2 separate regions of the Columba livia genome follow, and region 1 is linked to region 2. Evidence: chromatin contacts called from public Hi-C data. All regions are on one chromosome and are shown on one strand. Each heading gives the region's core, a stretch centred on a gene start, on an enhancer-like site or on the middle of the called end of the contact. The rest is flanking DNA. Distances are from core to core; before and after follow the strand shown.

Evidence for each region. A called contact is a pair of places that touch in the nucleus more often than the background predicts.
Region 1: a Hi-C map of liver shows a contact between it and region 2, with 2.9 times the contacts expected there. The contact joins the promoter of LOC102094835 here to the enhancer-like site in region 2. A contact is called at or near these places in 2 of 2 Hi-C or Micro-C datasets (crop and liver).

What each region holds. Positions count from the first base shown.
Region 1 is chr12:7,945,948-7,952,490 of bColLiv1.pat.W.v2, forward strand. LOC102094835 (protein FAM162B) reads right to left here and starts at 4,481. Exons shown (of 4, transcript XM_005500557.3): 1 at 4,175-4,481; 2 at 2,199-2,304; 3 at 706-814; 4 at 1-68. The coding sequence starts at 4,307. All of the region lies in intron 3 of LOC110357467 (a long non-coding RNA gene), which reads left to right.
Region 2 is chr12:7,735,580-7,742,435 of bColLiv1.pat.W.v2, forward strand. The region is part of intron 2 of KLHL13 (kelch like family member 13); the gene reads left to right. Among named protein-coding and RNA genes, the nearest start is that of KLHL13, 27 kb to the left of the region's middle. Within about 2 kb of position 4,717, at least 3 of the 3 cell types and tissues checked have an H3K27ac peak away from gene starts, as active enhancers do.

The sequences.
Region 1 (6,543 bases), core at 3,231-5,730, 210 kb after region 2:
ACTTCAGCCTTCCATTTGGCTTTCTTTTCTATGTTCATCCGCAGCAGTGTGTGATCCCTTTTAGCAGCCTGGAAAAGAAACAGTGAAAATCACTGCATGCACACATTTCCCACCATTGAATCTCCCCAGATTTGCACCACTGTCCCTTTTGATATTCTGCAGTGACAGAAGTTAATGTGTTTCCTTATTTTACCAAGTTTTCAGCATTTTCAGCTCTGATTAGAAGGAAAATTACACTGTAAATTGTTTACAGGTGTGTTGGGACATGCAAGCCAGGCTGGAGAGCCTCCTTCCCCACCAGTGGGGTGGAAAGAAGTGTGACACACAGACTATGCACGCAGGATCGCAGGATCCTTACAGCCCACAGATGCGGGACAGCATCAGGCACCATTGACACTGTCTGAGCTACTCAGACAGCTACTACAACCTTTGGACCAGCCTCTTTCTGAGACACCATGGTACAGAGCATTGAACTGCATGGGTTTATGGCAAAGTGGACCAGAAGGAACACATTAATCATCAAGTTGTTCTTCTCTGTGCCAGTCTCTCCTTCAGAGAATGGGGTGATACAGGTCCTGTGCAAATATTGCTTATATGGACTTATTCTCAAACCTATCTGTCTACTTGGGTGCTTATTTACAAAGACAGCATACAGAGGCCATACATTAAGTGGATCAGATAACCTCACCCAGAAAAAATACTCACTTCTTTGCCTGTGATTACCATGGCCAAACAGCCCAGCACGGTCAGCACAATCATGATGTAGCAAACCTTTATCCTGACACTGCTTCTCGCTGCATCAAGGACCTCAGACCTGCAGAGGACAGAGCAGAGTTTCTGTCTGCAGCAGCGTGTGTAAAACTAGATCATGGAGAGCTGAATAATGAATCCTCAAGTTATCCAGTAACTGCCTATGAATGTACAATGTGTTTCAGCCTTCTCTTTCTGCATGTGCATGGAGGAGAACTCAAAAAATTAGTCTATGGGGGAAAGATGTACCCACACAGGTAGGGTACTGCTACTGCTACTGGTCACCAGTAACAACAGGAATCACGAATCCTGCTCTCTTCTAACAGTGTATATGAAAGTGAGTACCTGAAAAATGACAAAGACAGGGAAGTCTTTTCATTATGAGGGGCCCAGCTTTGGGTGTTGCAGGGCAAAGCACGGGGTGCTGTACAGCACCAGGAGACACTGGGTCTGTGCCACCTGGGCCAGGCAATGCCACCATCAGTGGAAAAATAAATGAACATGCACGACATTTTGGCTAAGATCAATGGAGAGTTTTCACACAGCGAAGAGGCACAGCAAGTGGTGCCTGGGTCTGTGGCCACATCTCCATTCCCGCTGCAGGAGGTGCTTTGTGGCCTTGTCCCGCTGCAGCGTAGCCCTCTGCCAGGCAGCTGCCACCAGCCCTGCCAGCATCTGCCTGCAGTGGGAGGCTGAGCCTCAGCTGGAGTGAACAACTGCTCTGTCCATCTGGAATTGTCTTCCCACATTGCTGAGCAGCCACATCTGTCGCTGGGAGATCTCCAACACCTTCCATGAGCGATTCACATAATTTTTCTGACAATTCACACTTGCAAGAGACTGCAGTGTGGCAACGGGACATTCATGAACTCATATCTAGCCATGGATTTCCTTACACCTGCAAGGGGAAGGTCAGCTGGAGAAGCCCCTGGGTTGTCACAAGTCAGAAAGCATTAGGTCTCCAAAACTAAGTGACAATCATTTAACAAAAATACTTCAACAAGGAGGCGAAACCGTAGCCCAGACATGAGGGTCTTGTTGCAGAAGTCTGTCAGTAGCTGTGTATAACACCAGCTTCTTTTTAAAATTTATGCAGCATTATTGATTGCTACTCAATAAAACTAGCAAAGCATGTACAAATCTGAGGTGATTTATCATGGTGACTTCTGAGTTACAAAGCTGCTTGTCTTGCAAAAGACATTTCAGCTTACTCTGAAACTTATGATATCTAAAACAAGTGAATCCAGTTTACTGCACAGGGCATGACAAAAAGTTCATGTTCCCAAAGATTCAAATTGTTTTTGGACATCAGTAGCAGCAGACCCCATCAGCATAGAGAAGCACTAACCCTCACCATGTGAGCACAGTTCTGGGTAATGCAGACTAGAGTCTCAGTCTCAGTCTGTATGTTCATATTAAAAAAGCATCATTCAGGCAGGTCTACTTACGATATAAGCTTGGGAATGTCCTCCTCCTTTTTAAAGCGTCCTGCCCATACTAACACCTTTTTATCAAAATTTGTAGGCCTTCTGTCATTCTTGAAAGTTTCGTAACCTGTAAGAGATTTTATAAAAGAAAACAATGACCTAACCTTAAAGAAGGGAAGAGGCAAAAAACTGCTTGTACAGGAGGAGGAGGATTGAACATTCAGAATGGCACTTTTCTGTGAGAGCTAAATGTGCTTTCTAATGTCAAAAGGACTCAGCAGCTGGTGTGATATGCTTTGTTATATTTGCAGCTTTTTTTTTTTTCTTTGCACCTTTTTTTTCTTTCTTCCTTCAGTTTAGGTAGTTTTTTAACCAAAAATCTCTTCTAATCTTCTTGATTATGGGGCGAAGGATGCAGGGCTGAAGTCACCCAAGCCCACAACATGCTCTCACCCTACTAGCCATCTTGCTTTCAAATGGCCCAGTTAAGAAAACTGCCAGCAGCTCTAATAACTCCTTGACAGCATGTCCTTCTAAAAGTGCTGATGGAGAGACAAGGTCTGTTAAAATACAGCCTGGTGTGAGGCTGGCAGTTGTTCTCATGCAAGCTGAGTACCACGTTACTGTAGTCTAATGATGATACATTACACCCACCAGCCTACCACAGTGATGCCATTAGCATGCTGTCACTGTAAGCACCATGAAAAAGGGAGTCTGGCTCCTCTGGATGGAAACAAGCCCAATGACAGGTCATGACAAGAGCTGTGGCAGAGAGATGCTGCAAAAATAGGGCAAGCATTGGCTACCTCAAACCCTGGCTTTTGCATTGCACGCCTGTACAGGTGGTCATTGCAAGGTAGCTGGGACTGCTCACACACCCAGGTAGGTGCACCCAAGATGTCAGGTTATGGTGCCCTGTGCTTGCACATGTAGCACTGGTGTTTAGAAATGCGCTGTAAGTGACCAGGGCATGCAGGAAGGGATGGACATGAAGATACCCTAGTCTCAGTGTCCTGTGATCCTTGACTGTTGCTGGATTGTTAGTGCTTGGCTGAAAGAAAATCACTGCTGCTACAGAACAGGGCACAGGAACCATCTCTTCCTGCCTGCGTTAAGAGGTAAAATTACATTAAGTTCCTTGGCCCCAGGCCTGCTCCTGCATGCCAGGACTTGTGAATGGCCGAAAAACCCCAGGTATAAATCTTGGCACCCAGATCCCCAGGTAAATTCCATTTCCTGCTTCTATTTCTCTCACAGAGTGCCAGCAAGATCAGTAGAGCTGCATCTGAAATATCAGCGTCTGAATCAGATTTGTGGCAAGGAGTAGGATGGATCACTAAAAGGACAAGGTCCATGCCAGGAAAGACAAGGTCAAAGTCCCATGCTGGAGACCCAAAAGTATCCCAGGGGAGCACAGGCAGCCCCATGCAGCCCAGTCTCACTGGAGTGAGGAATCTGCAAAGGCACGGCCGAGGAGGTGGTGGTACAGATTAAAGAGAAACCATCTCTATGCCAAGGAGGTTGCCCATGTGGGAGCAGCCCATGACTGCTCCCGGCCAGGTAAGCCAGGGCTCTGCCTGCCACCAGCCCACACAGTCGCAGATGTGATTGGGCAGGGAGCGCTGCGGGGAGCAGAGGGGTGCAAGGCTGCCACTCACACCAGCCCTGCACATGCAGACACCTGTGCGGGTCCTCCTCTGGAAACCTGGCAGCTGGGTACTAGGATGAACTTTTTTTAATTAACAGGTTCCCTGACACTAAGTATCAGTTTGTATTTGCCGCCATAGGAGGAAGACTATTCAACAGGAAAAACTTCACCCCTGTGCTGGCAAGAGCTCTCAATTTGGTTCGTGTCTTGAGAGTTTGTAGCCCCAGGAGCTGCAGCACTGCAGTAACAGCCACAGACAACAGCAAGGGTTGTTTTCTCACCCTTTCCTGCAAATACCCTTTCCCTCTGTGCCGTAGCACAAAACAGCGACCAAAGTCTTTCTACTCACCTGGATTAGCTGTCGGCAAAGCTGCATCCTGAGCGCCCTTCACTTTGTCACCAATGGGTCTGGCAGGGTGTGGGACTGGCCGAGCCACCTGCCGCCACAGCCTGGGGCTGCACCCCAACAGCCTCCCCAACATGCTACCCCCACTGGCACCGAGCCACCGCCTCCCCACCAACCTGGGAGCGCGCAGGGGGATCAGCGGGATCCCAGAAGGCTGCTTCTAGGGGTGATTAACATAAAACTACCCCTTCCTGTAAGAATGGAGTAGCAGGTATTTCCACCCTGGCTGCCAACAGTTTGTGCTTGCGTCACAATGACTAGCTAAATTTGTCACCCGTGGTTATCGAAATGACACACCTTCCAAGCTTAGCAAGCAGAGATCACTGCTGCGGCAGCTCATGGCCAGCCCAGGTTCTGCATCCCAAGGAGTTGTTCAGGAAAGCAATGGGCTTTCACATTATTTTCTCATTATTTTCCTTTGGTAGTACTAAAATAGGACAGTATGCTATATTTCCCCAAAGACAGGCTTAGTGACTGCTAATTATCACAGCCAGTTAAGCTGTTAGAGTTCTTAATTGTTCTGGGCTAAAAAGTATTCTTGCAAATCAATTGCTTTAAACAGACTTTTGGAGGAGGAACAGCATTCCCCTATTTCAGGGTAAATGTGGTGTGGCAGAAGGAAACTAAAGCTGATACCTGTGGCTACAAATGCAGATGGGGAGTCCATCTCACATCCAGACTGCAAACTTCCCTGGCAAATAATTATATTTCAGACATATTTCCAGTCTAAATAAGTAAACTAAGAAATGATGTCAAAAACCTCAGGTGATATAGTATTTGTCAGTCAGCAAAATTGTCACTGAAATGTAGCAGTACCTATAAAGTATTTGCCCTCTTTTAATTCAATCTCCATGACGTCTGGATAATGATGGATGTTTTACATAACATCAGCTGTTCTAAACAGAGAATGAACCAAAAACAATGCTATTTTATAATTTTGATATTTCTTCCACGTTTTGCACAAAATGCTCTCTGATGGGTCAGGAAATGGAAATGCAAAATACTTGTCTCATTTGGAGCAGTGGTATATTTGCTCGCCTTAGACATGTAAGGCTCTAAAATTGATTTACAACTAGGGAAAAAAAAAATCCATTGGAAAGGGAAGAAGCTGTTGCCAAAATGAAAAAAAAAAAAGAACTATTTAGTAATACTATCAAATGCAATATTGCAGATAATAAAAGTGTGTTTAAGAGCAAGGCTAGGAGTTGCAAAGGAATAGACCTTGGGATGTTGGCAAGGATATTCTTAAAGGGTTGAGAGGATGAAAGATGTGAGACAGATGCAGCTCCAGCTACCCAGCTCCTGGCCCCAAGAAAAAACTCTACCATTTATAGAGATGTTTTATATTTTTTGAGAACACAAAGTTATTGATACTGAAGAAAGAAGAAACTCACAGCAAAGTCAAATGTGGTTTTCCCTCTTTCAGGAAAGCTGTACAATGCGTTTGAACATAACACAATATGTTCAACTTAATTAGTTTATAATCTGGTAAAGCAAACTAGATCCATTTCCGGATTAAGAAACCATACAGAGAATAAATGGTGTTTTGAGCTTCTAACTGCAAACAAGACCTGCAGGCAAGCAGAAATCAGTGGGTGTGATTATGCTGGAAGAAGCAGAAGACAAACTTGGTAAAGTTGCTGAGGACATTTGCATCCTGCTCAGGATTTCCCTGGGGGAAGAGTAGCGGAGGAGGAGGAAAGGTGCACTTATAGCATAAAATATACAGATCTCAGCACCCCTGAGCATCCCACAGGCCCTCTTCTCACCTTGCAGAAGAGCTGCTGAGTGTAAAAGAGGCACCGTACACCTGGACATCCCTCAGTCCTCAAGCCAGGTAGGCAGGAGGGGCTGGATGCAGCCGATGGGACATGGGATGTGCTGCTGTGATGCTCATGTGGCACTTGTAACCACCCAACCCCACAGGGGCTCCAGCTGTTCAGAGAATTTTCACTTTAAGAGCCGCTCTCCAAAATGCTTATTGCAAAATTGTCTGTCTTTAAGTCCTGTCTGATTATGGATTTGAAGAGGAATGAAAGAACGTTTTTATTTTATCTCTTGGTTTCTTAAATGTGGAGAAAATCTCTGGCTTTTCAGGACTTTGGTGCTTATCCACCTAGGGGTTGTCAATTGTTTCCTCTAGAAGACACACTGACCAACAGCTGAATTAATCATGTCTGCTGTGAGCAAAAAAAGCACTTCAGTATTTATTTTGCCAGCATTTAGAAGGGCAGACACAGAGGTCCTCATGAAACCACAAAGGCAGTTACTTTTTCCTGAATTTTATTTGTTTCTCTGGTACTGTGAATGCT
Region 2 (6,856 bases), core at 3,467-5,966:
GGCTTTTGAGCAGAGAAGATTGGCTTTTTGTACTGGGTTTGCAAGAAGCAAAGTGCTGCTGTTGAAATTGCTGCTTACTTGTGCTTGTAATGCTTCTCTGTGCTGCGTCAACCTTGAGCTCTTGGTCCTTGGTCCTTCCTGCAAAGGTTTGCACATAGTCTGCCTTACTGGAGGCAGTCTTGTGTTTTAAATTAAAAAAGAGAAATTTAAAAATTGAAGCAACTTACGATCTTTCTTATGAAGCAGTTGTCTCATTTTTACTTTGTGGAGATGAACGACTGGCTGTGACAGGTTTCAGTCTTTCATTCTTTTGAGTTTAATGATGCTATGCTTTTACTTAGTTTTGCATGTATGTGAAAATGCTGCGAAAAGTACGGCTCAGCAGCTAGTTTGCCAAAATTTTTCTTAGGTGTTATGTTTTTCGGATATTCACCTGAGAAGTGATGCTGGTATAAAAAGGTAAAACATCTTTCATCCAAAGCGCTTCTATCTCGGAGCACAAAAGGAGAGCGGGTGCGGATGGGGATCTGTAGAAAAATCAGACTGAGTGACTGAGAAGAAACAGTTGGGATGTATCAGCACTCTGACCAATGGCAAGTGCTGTGAGTCATTGCCAACTCGGTGTTGTTTTGAAGGAGAAATGATCACTGTGTTTTTTTGAGGCACAATTTTGAGTAAGGCGTCACATAAAGGAAAATGCAGAGGTGCTTGTTGGATGAATTGCCAAAGTTTGATTTAATTAAGGGGAACAAATGTTGCAAAAACAGCGAAGCTGAGCCCTGAAGGGCATGAGGAAGCAGCTTTTCATGCTTGAGGGGGTGAGGGAAGCAGAATTGGATGGATGCGCTGTAGCAAATTAATGTGGCTGAAGGGATGAGGCAGGAAAACCTTTCAGAAATTTCAAAGGTTTAAGAAACGCAGAGCTTGTCTGGAACCAGAATAATTTAGTTTAGTGAAAGGTGGATTTTACCTGAGTAGATAATGAGGGAGAAAATGCTGCATCTTGAAGATGTTGGAGAGAAACTTCTGGAAAAAATATATTTGACAGTAACTCTATACAGGCAGCGTACACTTGTGGAAGATGGCTTTTTTCTTGTTTATCTGGATTGATCGGATGACCTAAATTGATAAATGTAATTTGTCAATGTAACTGCATTTGTTTAAGGCTCTTGCTGGTCTGAATGTTGAAGTTCTTTAGAGAAACAGCACAGTTCATGTTTCCTATATCTTCTCTCTTGCCAAGGGAAAAGATCCTGCAAACAAAACGCTCTTTCTTTGCTCCCTCTGGCAAACAAATTACCAGTCAGGCAAAACTGCACATGCCTAATGATGTAGTACTGCAGGCAAGATGAAAAGCACAAATGTAGATCTGTCCAAAGACTCGGAGTAGTACATGGGTAGGAAAGAAGACATGAAATGATTATTTTGATATCAATATTGTCACATTTGCCCAAGGCTTTATAATATTAAAAAATCTGAAGACCTAGTTCAGCTTTTGAATTTTATTTTCATTCTTGATGCTTTGCTGGCCAAGGACAAACTAGGAAAGTTAATAATTTGTTTTATTGCTACAGAATATTTGCATTGCCTGGAACGCTTCGTGGTGACAAAAGTCATTTAGCATTGATTTTCATTGGAAAAATAATTGAGTTTGTAACACATTTTCAAGGAAGACTTAAGGAAGAAAAAAGGAAAAAATAAGTGCATCCTTGTGAAACGAGACCTCCATCTTCTCTATGACTATATTGTAGATATTTGAAGTTTGTGATTAGATTCCTCTGAACCTTTTCTTCTCCAAATTCAATAAAGATGAGTAATTAAATAATTTTCTCATTTTCTCTTTACGGTTAGGCCTAAGTCTTCCATCATATCTGTTCGGTCTTTTAACAGTTGAGGAGCAGTGAAGTTTTGGTGCACCAAAGCTTTGGTCGTTGCATTGAAACAGGATACTATGATTATATTTCCTCTTAGATGGTCTCATTGTACTCATAAAGTACACATGAATACAAGACAAGTTAATTAGAAACTGGAATCCTAGATTAGATCTTCTTTTTGCAAGCCGAAAGACTAATAGAAGATTATGGTAGTCAAGGGAGTAGCAGAGATACAGGCGACATAGCTGAGCAGTAGAGAGTGAACTCGTGCAGCAAGAGTTTATGTGCACTAGGTCTGGGGAAGATTAGGACAAAAGCTTTTCATTGAGATTGGCACTTTTTATATTGCCCTTTTTTGTCCTTTTTTACCTTCAGACTTTTCAGTTGATGAGGTTTATTCTTGAGTTGGTTTTCTTGCTGCTGCTGGTAGTCTTGACATTATCTGTGGAAACCCTGAAAAGCAGTATGGGGAGGGACCGCATGCACATACTGTTGTGCTTGAATACATTTCAGAATGCGGCTCGTCTGCTTTGTGGCTTTCTGTGATTTATTTTTTTCTTCAAACAAAAAGGCTAATTTCTTATCAGAAACGATGGATTCCACAGATGTTTGGCAGCTGCATCTTTATTTCCTCTACCATATCAAGCACACTCCAGTGTGGCTGCTCTTACCTAAAATGACAGATTACATTTTATCTCCTTTGGTCAACAGGGGAGTTTCTAACCTGGGTGGGATGGATGAGTCTGTGCTCGGAGGGAGGTGTCAGGGATGTGCCAAGTGCCGGGATCCCTGCAGAGACGTCAGCCGGTTGATTTTCGGGTTGGCAGCCTCAAAGCCTTTTTGCCCCATCTGGAAAACTGAGGAATTCTCGAAGAGCTAATTAGCAAATGAATTTAAGAAACAAAAGGACCTAGTTAGCGAGTTGTAAGATCATTTGTTCCCCACATAACAAACTGTGCATTTTTTCAAATAAAGCAGAAAAATAATCCCCAGCATTGGTCTTAACAGTTGCCAAATCCCAGATTTCTGTGGATTTTTCTGATTTAGTTGGTGCAGCTGCCATTGCATCTACATTTAGGTATTCAAAGACCGATTTTGGAACAAGTATGCAATAACAGTTACTTATCAGATATTTCAGAGCATGCCCAAAATATTCCTGATTTGGCTGGAATGGGATTTTTTTCTTAAAATATACTAAAATTAACCATTCTGTTGGTCTTGATTATACGTTACTTGCTATTTAATCTTATTGTGCTTACTCTTGTTTTTAGAAAGAAACCTCACGCATTTAGTGTAAGAGTTGAGATACTTAAATTATCCTGGAAGAAATTCCAGCAACCTTTCATTGGCTTCCTTTCTGGAAATAAAAGTTCTTAATAAAGGAACAATTATGTTGTAAGTAATTGAACCTGGAAGCTATAAAATTATTTATCTTTTTATCTTGTGATCTACTTTGCACACCTGTAATGGTGGTTTTGTCTGTTCTGATTAATGTATGTTAACTGGTTTCACTCTTTCAAAAAAACCAGAAGAATCAACGTGTGCAGTATCTTTCTGTAGAAAATCTTCTCAGATGTTTGCTATTATCTGTATTAGTTTTTGTGCTTTTTTGTAGTTGAATTAGGAACTTCATGCCTAAATGAAAAAGACAACATAAGCTTAGGTGTCTTAAGTTTATAGTGAAATAGCTGCTAGCACAAAAGTTTCTGTCACCCCTTTGTGAAGGAGTTTCATCATGCCAAGAACGTTAGTTTTGATTTGATTTTTTGATTTTGTGAGCATGTGGCAGGGATCTATCGCGTGCTGTCTATTCTGTACTTCTGTATGAAATACAGCAGCATGAATATGAGTATTTCAGTTGGTAAACAGCGTTGGTAGGGTTTGTTTTCTCCTGTAGATGGTTGAAAATATTGCTGCATCAAATGGCATCATTCCTGAGTAGCAATTTTCTGTTGGTGCCATTTAACATGACCTTTTAAAGTCCCTTCCAGCCCAAGCTATTCTATAATTCTAAGATTTCCACATTCTTCATTTTGATTGTTGATGACATTTAAACCTTTCATTTAACTGGACTAATATTAAGACCTGTTCTGAGCATTCTTCTTATGAATAAATGCTTGATTATTTCTGTTCCAAAGATGACATTAACATTAAGGAACCTCATATTTTAACAAGTTTAGATTAAAGACGTCTATTAGAACTGTTTTTGTAGTTTCATTGATTGATCCTTTGGTTTCGGTCTAAACAGATAATTCACGCCACAACAGTTTAAATTATTGAAGTTATGTTTTGGCAGTAGCTAAATCATTCTTGAAGAATGATCAAACTCATCAGTATGCTGCTCTCTGCTTCCGGGGGGATTTTTCACTGGATGTTTGATCTCGGATTAGAAGCAACAGATTTCTTTTTTTTCAAAACAGGCACACAAATGCCTTTTGTCTGCTGGATGCATTTATGGTCACTTGAGCGTATTCAGGCTCAAGTTTCACTCCGCAGACTTATGTATGAGTGAAATTCCTGTGCCGTGCTGTCTCCCTGTGAATGCGCACGGCCTTGGAGCAGCGCTGGGCTCAGTCACGTTTCTGCTTGGCATGAAGAATAGCTGCTTAATGAATCATGCTGTGGAACTTGAAGAAAGAAATTGTAAAAGCTTTCCTTAGAGCAGAGTTATTATGTATGTGTTCTCTCCGTCTTCAAAAGCTTCCAGTCTCCAGTCATCCCAAACAGTATCTCTTTTCTCCATCCTATTTCCCTCTGGTTATTCTGTTGTACTTGATTTTATTTAGCAGCCCTGCTTCTCTCTGTCCCTAGCAGTGATGTTTACCAGTGTTTTCTCTCTTTCTCATTAGGTCCATGAATTTACATCACAGAATGACAGAATGTTAGGGATTTGAAGGGGCCTCGAAAGATCATCAAGTCCAGTCCCCCTGCCGGAGCAGGAACACCCAGATGAGGTCACACAGGAAGGTGTCCAGGCAGGTCTTGAATGCCTCCAGAGTAGGAGACTCCACAACCCCCCTGGGCAGCCTGGTCCAGTGTTCTGGCACCCTCACTGAGAAGAAATTTCTTCTCTAAATTTTAGTGGAACCTCTTGTGTTCCAGTTTGTACCCATTACCCCTTGTCTTATCATTGATTGTCACCAAGAAGAGCCTGGCTCCATCCTCCTGACACTCACCCTTTATATATCTGTAAACATTCAGAAGGTCACCCCTCAGTCTCCTCTTCTCCAGGCTAAAGAGACCCAGCTCCCTCAGCCTTTCCTCATAAGGAAGATGCTCCACTCCCTTAATCATCTTTGTTGCCCTGCGCTGGACTCTCTCCAGCAGTTCCCTGTCCTTCTGGAACTGAGGGGCCACAACTGGACACGATATTCCAGATGTGGTCTCACCAGGGCATCATAAGTTCTTAGGCATGTGCTCTTGAATATTCCAGAAGTAGTATGTTTTCATTTGAAATGTGAATGTTGGCATTTTCATTTGAAGCCTTTTGAAGATATTCATGTAGGAGCTGAAGTTAGAAAGTAAAGAACTGGAACAAATTCAGTGGATTCTTTCTGAGGACATATGTTTCTTACCTTATTTATTTGAGATTTACGTTGGCCACATTTGGCCTCAGTATGGCGCGTATGACAGTGTTTGTGCCTGTTTAGGAGGAAATGATTTTGTAACCTCAGTGGAAAAATTAACCTTTTCAATCAAAGTTTGTTTCCCTAGTAGATGCTTTTAGCTTTCCAATCTACTTTTTTTAACCAACCACTACAAATGACCTAACGTTTAATAATGTGAAAACTCACAGATTGAGTGTTGACTTATATTTAAATAATCTCTGGAGGTTTTTTTTCATTTTTTATGAGGTAAAGGTAATATTTTCTTTGTGATGATGGACTATTTGATGAAAAAGCTAGTTTCTTTTGTATGACTAGAAATTGATGTACAGCAGTGATGAATAAATTGGTAGCATTTAACTCTTAATTTTTTTTTTCATTAAAGGAACGTTGGTTCAAACTAGTAACACCCTCTCGCATATTTAAGAGCTGGTTTTTGGTTTTGGTTCAGGTACGTTTCTGGGTTAGTTGCAACTAAATTTCTCTGTATGGCTTCTGGATCCTACCATCGGTCCAAAAGCAGTTTCAGTATGATGTTTATCATACAGTGCCTTTGACTCATGAAGTGTGAAACTCGATGTGAGCAGGAAATAGGTGTGGATCTAAAATTTATTTTCTCTCTGCAGGAAGCCAGGCTACAGCTTTTAACGGGATGGCTAAGCTTGGAAACTAGATTAGCTGCTTGGAAAATGTGACTGAGTTTGTACTTGTTCAATACTTAATGAGCTGTTTGTGCTGAAAAGATACAACTCCAAAAAGTTCTCTGACTGGTGACGTGTTGTTTGTAGTGCAACATAATCTCACGTTGTAATTTTCCCTTTCGTTTTCATATCTCCATCTTGTGTCACTTGGTGGGTGAATGTGTTGTAACTGTTCTCTTGATGGCAAGTGGTGGGTTTGGTGTTATGAGTCGTTGTTTCTCTGCTCGGTTTGGGGTTTATTTGAATGCATCAAGTTAAAAAGAGGAGCTTTATCCTTTATTCTTATGGTAAGGTACTTTACAGTCCTAAATCTAAAATAATCTACTCAAACAGCTGAATGCTGAAGCAATTTATGAAGTTTTTGTATCATCTTCAGAGGGAATATAGAAGCGACTTGCAGGACCAGCGAAGGCTGTTGAGGGAAACAACTCAGTATTTCAGGGAGCGTGTTCTTCTATAGCCTGGTGACTACCAGTCCCATAAACAGATGCATACTGAAATCTGAATTCCAGATATTAGTACGATTCCTGCAGGTAATAGTAAATTTAACAACTGAAGATAACAGTGCACTGTTAAATGTAGGAATGTGTCCATTATAGAAAGATTTCAGCTATAACTACAATTCTGCCTCATTACGATATTGTACGTATATTTATGCCTGACCTCCCTATGACAT